Linked DNA regions of Bombyx mori: region 1 is linked to region 2. Evidence: chromatin contacts called from public Hi-C data. All regions are on one chromosome and are shown on one strand. The core of a region is the stretch at or near the end of the contact, and the rest is flanking DNA. Distances in the headings are between cores, read along the strand shown.

Region 1 (4,162 bases), core at 1,439-3,938, 47 kb before region 2:
ACTTGTTTGGTCTGCAGTCCCGTGTGGTCTCTCTCAATTTGTCACTTTTAAGCTTACCGTATACTCACAATTTTATTGTCTAACCTTTTTATTATTATATGGCATTTTAAAGGCGAAAGAGTTTACGGCCATTTCTTATCAAATTGTTACTGAATAATACAATGTAGGTAGCGACAGACGACCCAGTGAAAATCGCTGGGTCAGGTTGGATACAGGTGGCAACGGACAGGCCGCACTGGAGATCGATTGGAGAGGCCTATGTTTAGCAGTGGACAGCTATAAGGCTAAGATGATGATGATGAGGTAGCGACCCATCCACGTCGAGACGTGAGATCGAAATTTGAATTGTAGGTTTTATTGCTGTTTACCACCAGTTACCTAATTAGACGAAATAAAAACATGAAAGTAAATACTTTAACTATGTTGTGATTATGTATAAGTACAAGTTGAGTTGTCGCAACTCTCGCCAACGCTTATAGTTCAGTGAATATTGGCCATTAACAGTGTGGGACGATGATGGCTTAACTCAATACGTGGTCGGTGATCGGTTCCTCGTTATAGTTGTGATATTGTTCCGTGATATAATACCTACACTAGAAAGTAAAATTTTTCAAAACAATGACATCTTATGTTTATAAATTATGTACATGCCTCGGTGGCCTCCACAATATTACAGCTAAGAGATTGTCTGTCTGTTTATGGGCTTCAAGAGTTTGGTGCCAAGTATGTGACGCTAAGGCGTAACCATGTCCAAAATAGTAGGCAGTATTATATATTCAGTACATCTATACGATATTTTGACAATGCCATATAAGGCACCGCCTTGTATATAAAATCGGATTGGACAGTAAACACGTGCCAATCTGTAAGTTTTACTATCGACCATATTTAACGGCTCCGCAATAAATGCTTCTTGACACATAATAAAATATTCGACTTTAGTACGAGCCGATAGATGCTTATGTGCTTATTTATTATAAATGCGTGGAAATCCCTGACACTGCGCGGTTATAGTACGTATGTAGTTTCTTTATTGCCCACCTATTCGCGGGTAGCCTAAGAGGGCTATTTCAGCTGCGCCCAGACTGGTAGGTGAAGAATTTGCTAACACTAGCCCTAGCAAGAGCAGTGCTTCGCAGAATCTACCACCGGATCGGAATCGCGACCCACTGAGAATATCCGGCGCAAACTCAGTGGGCTGTGTCTGTGGGCTAATTTACTCGCCGAGCCCCTCGTCGCAAGCGACGGGTTCGACGAGAACGTTGACCGGTGCGTTATTACTGGTTAATGTTACATTACGTTATTACTAGTTTATGTTATTATTATTGAGCCAAATATTCTAGGAGAGACGAAGGCGCGACGGTTCTTACTCTTGTATGTATTGCGGATAGAGCAGGATCAGGCTGTGATACAAGTGTACATGGATACGTACGTACGTACCGCAGGGACGCCGACCCGTAGTGAGGCCCGTAGTGAGTGTCTATGGGCTACTTAAGTAGTAGGAAATAAGATGTCTATGGGCTTCAGTAACCATTTAACACCAGGTGGGCTGTCAGCTCGTCCACCCATCTAAGCAATAAGAAAACAAACAAAAAAAATACCAAATGGGTTATACCAATAGGTATACATAGCTAATCTGTATAATAATGATGATGAATATCTAATCAATAATAATAATTATTATTAATAAATATATGTGAGCAATCTTGCTCGGTAAATCGAAAGTTGTCATTGAAAATGAGACTTTCCCTAAAAATCCTTGCTCTTATCCTAATCTGTTTTATTCACCAGCAGATGTCTCAAAGAAATAACCCTACCTTTTATAGCATAGTGTAGTACTGAAACCAAACCGTTATCAATCTATAATATGTAATTATTAGCGTAGTTTCAATAATTTTATCGAATTAAATACGAAACCATTGTTATATAATAATAAAAGTTATTTTATGACTAAAATAGTTGAAACTCAAAGTAAAAACTACAGTACGATAATTATATATTTCAGAGATATGAGAGAACAGAATTTAATGATAAATAGTAAGTCTAGCCGCGTCGCCGCATAGACTATTCATCATACATGCCTTTCCACCCCCACCCATCGTCTAATAACATACTGTTCTCTCCTACCATTGTTTGTTTTAAAGCAATGCACCAACGTCATTCTAAATATTTGTCGATATTAGAAGGTTTGGGTTGCAAAAATCGATTTTGTACGAAAACTTTCTTGTTCTAAATGAGAGGATGAGCTCGCGGCCCCTCTGTTTCTTAGTTACTGAAGCCAGTAGACCTTGACACGTGAGGTTGTAATCTCAATTGTATTCTAAAATGACTATCACAAAATAAACTACAGACGTATTTATCAAAATTATTATTTAAGTACTAAACGAAAAACCAACAAGACTCGACAAAGCTTAAACTCAAACGAATCAACTATGTTTCTATTCCATAGAACGATAACAATGAGATGAAAATAACGACGTTCATTAAATAATAAATGTTATTACAAACATAAAAATGGAACTATTCAATCTGCAGTTTCCATAGAAAAATGTAAATTAAATGACGTATTTTCTTTTCATATAAGTATATTTCTTAATTACCGACAACCAATTTACGATTGTAACAAGCAGGTACATTCGGAAGCAATATAGGCACGTTACGGATTCACTAATGACATCACCGCGCCGTTGTAATGCAACGCGCCTGTATTAAATAACGGTCAGCTGTTGAATTACAACGCGACGGCTATGATTTCATTGTGTACAAAAGCTTAGGTCAAATAATACGATTACTACTCACTCTTGTAAATCTGAAATTGAGGAGCCAGCGCCAGTCGTATCGAATTATGCACTAGCTACGGCAGCGACCCCGTTCGCAAAAATTTTGTTCCGCCTTTCCCAAAGCCTTGTGGGCGCTGCAGGCCTAATGGGGGGCGGTATCCTCCCGATCCACTAACGGTGCTTCTAGGTACTTCAAGCACCGGTCGCCGTCCTCGTCGAACCCGTCGCTTGCGACGAAGGGCTCGACGAGTAAATTAACTCTCAGACACAGCCCACTGAGTTTCTCGCCGGATCTTCTCAGTGGGTCGCGTTTCCGATCCGGTGGTAGATTCTGCGAAGCACGACTCTTGCTAGGGTTCGTGTTAGCATCGTCGTCAGGTTTGAGCCCTGTGAGCTCACCTACTAGTTACGGTTACGCTGGAATAGCCGCTACAGGCTACCAGCTTAGGTTTAAAAAAAAAAAAAAGGGGCGATAAGAGACTCAGAAAAAAATGGGGGCGTTGTGTAGAGGCTTCAAAGGCGATTTTTATTTCATCTAAGAGGACTTTCAGACACCGACTGAGCTCTCGCTATAGTGGTTATTAGTAGGTGAAAAAATGGGGGCGCTAAAAAATAATTTAGTCTCAAAGTGGGCAGTTGACAAAATAAATTTGGGAACCACTGATGTAGTTGAATGTTTAGAAATGCATTTATTACATTATTTATTATATATTCCAAATGGTTTTAAAACATTCAATATAAGCATAGCGCGATTCAGAAAGACCGTGTAGTAGCCTAAAAGGTGAGACGTCCGGTGTACGCGTATCAAACGATGCGAATGTGCCAGTGTTCGAATCCCGCAGGCAGGTACCAATTTTTCTAATGAAATAATTAACACGTGTTCACAAATGACTTCCACGATACAGGAATAGCATCGTGTTTTGAAACTAAAGCTAACAAAAAATCTATATTACGTAATTACTGTTGGTAAGGTTCCATGTGAACCCGCACGGGTATGTGCCGTTACCCTGCCTATTTTTGCCGCGAAGCAATAATGCGTTTCGCTTTAAAAACGGGGGCAACTGCTGTACTAATATATAAAACTGAGACTTAGAACTCGCGTCCTAAGGTGGGTGCCGGCATTTACTTTGTTGATGTCTGTGAGCTTTGATACATCACGCCTATAAACATTTAAAAAGAAAAAAGCTAAGTCAAAGTTTTAATAAAAATATTTATAGTAAAAGAAACAAACATATGACAACATTTGTTTACTTAAACCTTACATTACTGGTGGTAGGACCTCTTGTGAGTCCGCGCGGGTAGGTACCACCGCCCTGCCTACTTCTGCCGTGAAGCAGTAATGCGTTTCGGTTTGAAGGGTGGGGCAGCCGTTGTAACTATAC
Region 2 (4,227 bases), core at 1,265-3,764:
GAGGGTCGTGGATTCGATTCGCGCTACGGGCAAACATTCGTGTGACAGATTTTCTTCCCATTGTGTTTTGAGTGTTTGGCCCTTTTGTAAATGTTTAATATATATTTAAATTACAAAAGTCCCGGGTTCCCATCCTAAAGGGGTCATAGTATGGGGCCAGTTGACATGTTTGATTGGTTCCCGGTAATTTATTATTTTGTTCGTTAGTTTAGTATCAAAGGTTGCTAATCATCAAGATCGAAGACGAAGGTTTTAAAAATAACGAAACTGATGGTAATGTACAGAAATAGGCAGAGTGGTGGTACCTACACAAGAGGTCCTACCACCAGTAAAAAAGGAGGAGGAGCGCTAGAAACAGAAGTATTTGAATTGTAATCGTGTAATAAAAGTGAAACCCGCAAAATTATAATTTGCGTAATTACTGGTGGTAGGACCTGTTGTGAGTCCGCGCGGGTAGGTACTACCGCCCTGGCTATTTCTGCCGTGAAGCAGTAATGCGTTTCGGTTTGAAGTGTGGGGCAACCGTTGTAACTATACTGAGGCCTTACAACTTATATCTCAAGGTGGGTGGCGCATTTACGATGTAGATGTCTATGGGCTCTAGTAACCACTTAACACCAGGTGGGCTGTGAGCTCGTTCAGCCATCTAAGCAATAAAAAAAATAAAAATAAAATAAAAAATTTAAATATGGCACCGGGAAAAATATAATTACTTTCCTAGCCTGCTTGTTGCTCAAACAACTTTTAAATTACCCAATAAAAATTAAAGTACTCAATTTTGTAGTAATCCTTGTTATGTTGACTGCGAGGCTCAGAAATATAAAATACCTATTTATGTTTTACTAAGAATAATATAATAAGGCTTAAATTATTAATGTGCATTACGCCGTACGTGGAATGTAATGTGTTACCGTTCTCACGGCTGGCTGTTAATATGCATATTACCGTTTTATTATTAATATGAATTAATAACAGCTTTGAAAAAACGTTATTATTTTAATGCCGACTACGATATCTTTTATTGTTGATCTTTTGGCGGTAAAAATTTTCTAATTAGGTGGACGAGCTTCCGACCCGCCTGTTGTTAAGTGGTTACCGGAGCCCATAAACGTCTACAACGTAAATGTCGCCACCCATTTTGAAATATCAGTTCTAATGTTTCAGTCTTTACAGTACTATCACTGTCCCGCCTTGCAAACCGAAACGCATTACTGCTTCACGGCAAAAATAGGCAAGATGGTGGTACCTACCCGTGCGGACTCACAAAGCGTCCTACCACCAGTAAACCTAACAGTATTAAAAAAGACTACATAAACAACACGATTTTTTTAAAACCACACTCGTTAAAACACAGATTGATTATATTCGTATTATCCAACATACATTTTCGAACTTAAAATATGTAATATGTATATGTATGTATGTCTTTTCTTGTAAATGTTGCAAAAATACAAAGTTGTAAAATATGTATGTGGTTCGGACATTTTCGGTGCTGCCGCGCACTTGACATTTAGACAGGCCAGGCGGCGTGGGGGGTAATTTTTAATGTGCTTCGCCTAACTTGAATCTACACTAATATATAAATCTACAATGGTTTTTACGGATGTTCCGTTATAACTACTGAACCGTGCATCCGATTGACTTGAAACTTGGTGTTCATGTAGAAAATGCATGTACTTAATGGATAGGCTAATATTTTTATGAGTGTTGGACTCCCTAATAATAATGACAATAAATAATAATGTTAGTTTTAAATGGCCAGCGAAGTGGGCGAGTGAGTACGGCTAGTCTGACATAATTTAGGCTTGCATAATCTGAGAATACGTCATAGTTTACAATGATAATTGGGAAACTTGCTTAAACAATATTGAGATTTCGATTTTTATACAGTTTTTTTTATCGAATCTTTAACAATGCCTTTCCAAAAAATATTGCACAATTATGTGAGTATGTAGTTTATTTTCGACTGTTTCGCATCAAAATTATTGGTTAAAAATTTAGATTATGCGACTTATTGAATAGTCACATGTTTCGTTAAATTTTAATATGTCGGGCTTGATGTTAAATCATAGAAAGAAACCTTCACACTTCTGTAATACGAAAATACCCATAAGTATGTAAGTAAGTATTGGAAAATTACTGCAATTATAATATAAAACCAGCATTAAAAATTGTACCCTATCATATAAATTAATTAACAATACAATAGATAGCGACACGTTTTATTGTAAAAAATATGCAGTTAATGTCTTAAACTGGGCTAAATTATACGAAATTCCGATAGAATGTAATTAAAACCCAATAAAGATTACCTTTCATTATCAAAACAGGTTCTATATAAACACGAGTCATTCACAGTCGAAAGTTTATAAGCGTACGTAAGGTGGAAAGTTTTTAGCGGGCAGCGCGACGCGACTCCCGCCTCGAGCGAACCGCGACACTGTGACTGCGGGGAGGAAATTTTAGGGAGTGTCCGGAATCCACCCGCCTTCAAGCCAAACCGCCAACATAGGAAAACTGGAACAAACGTTGGATCACAACGTCGAGCGGCTAAAGGGCAACGCTTTTATATTTCGAATTGTATTACATTTTATGATGCGTCTTCCTGAATTGCTGTTACATACGGTGACCTTTTGAAACACTTTATCGGTTTATATTCGCACACATTGTAGACTTTGTTGTCTGTTGAATTTATTCAAATACGAAAGCTTTATAATTCGTGAACGCGCAAAATAACATTTAGTTAAATTTGAAAAAACCCACACAACTAAAGAAAAATATATTTGCTTTTAAGCTATTGCATAGATTTTATCGCGGGCCTTGAGCGCGGCGACCGAATCATGAAATTCCGTAACGAAAAAAACCTTACACCCCTCACTCCGCCTACCATGTAGCTCGCGTTCAACACATTCACACGTTGCGCTGGTGAAGTGTTTGTGAATAAGCGCGTGGCGTGACGTCACACTGCATGCGCATCATGAAAAGTCTGCCCATCTCTCTCTCGCGCGGTCTAACTTATGAGTGTGAAGGGGATAGTTAAGGTTTTGCTTTTATTAATGTTTAATATAGCGTGGTCTTTTAGTCTTTTAGGTCTCTTAGTAATAGATTCATTGTCAGTATCTTCGGATTCGTCTTTCCCAGAGTCTACTGGATATATTATGTAAGAAGAACAAAGAGAGTAATCGAAATAGTTACTTCAGTGCGCCGCGTAGGGCATCGATGACCCACGTGGCAGTCAACGTGATAAATATTCTAAAAGGAGCGATCTTTCGTGACTTATGCGTCCGAAGCACTAATGTCGTCAAACGTTTGTTCCATCATTAAGCCCTTGTCGGCGAGTGTTGACCAACATTCGGTGTCACTCCCTCGAGCGTGGCCGTCCCGTCACACCGCTCTAAGGTACGTGAATAACATCCAAATGTTGTACGTAAATCGATTGCATGTCCTAAAATTTGGTAGTTAAGGTGTATTTTGCTGTGCTTAGGTTTTATTCCTCGCATAAGTTTTAGATGTTGATTTTCTGGCATTACTAGTTGCAGTTCTAGCGAGTTAGCAGATTGCAATAAGTTAATGGGTCCTGTCTTTTGATAACAGATTTATAATTCCAATAACATCTAGAGTTTACGCGTTTACTTTTGTTGTTGTCAAATTAGTTCCTTGGCTGACTAACTACGTAGTTAGTGACCCTGACTGTTGCGCCAAGGGTCGTGGGTTCGATTCTCACATCAGGCAAACATTCTTAGGATTAACAGATTCGTTTGCTCTTCGGCTACTTAAAAAATGATAAATTTTCGTCGATAAAATGAAAATATTTTATTGATTGAAATTAGTCCAAGTAAGTATCATTACCATGTAAGTAAGTACCAGTTATCTTTTATACAACATGGCTTTTAAAACTAAAAAAACAAGTCTTAGTAATTATACAGGGTGTCCCAAAAAATAGTGTAAAGCCGAAGTTCAGAGGTAGAGCATCACTAGGGCTATCCGACTCATCCCCATGTATGTTCCGCGATTTTTTATATTTTTCGAGTTATGTTTAATTAATAAATTTATTTATTACTGTGTTAAGGCATTTTTTAGTCACTGGCACGAATAGATTACGTACATGTCTGATTTTTATTTCTTAATTAGATAAATACTAGGACTAGTTGATTCAGAAGTATCTCCATCCATAGATCTAATTTAATCTTTTAAAAAATATATTGAAACTAAAAAAGTTAAAAATCC

Evidence for each region. A called contact is a pair of places that touch in the nucleus more often than the background predicts.
Region 1: a contact with region 2 is called in a Hi-C map of midgut, with 1.6 times the contacts expected there. The contact joins the enhancer-like site here to the promoter of LOC105842239 in region 2. A contact is called at or near these places in 2 of 7 Hi-C or Micro-C datasets (midgut and whole pupa).

The regions. Positions count from the first base shown.
Region 1 is chr19:11,022,692-11,026,853 of ASM3026992v2, reverse strand. The region is part of intron 1 of FDL (fused lobes); the gene reads left to right. Among protein-coding and RNA genes, the nearest start is that of LOC134200695, 5.5 kb to the left of the region's middle. Within about 2 kb of position 2,688, at least 5 of the 8 cell types and tissues checked have open chromatin away from gene starts, as enhancers often do.
Region 2 is chr19:10,975,118-10,979,344 of ASM3026992v2, reverse strand. LOC105842239 reads right to left here and starts at 2,514. Exons shown (of 5, transcript XM_038017786.2): 1 at 2,313-2,514. The region is part of intron 2 of FDL (fused lobes); the gene reads left to right.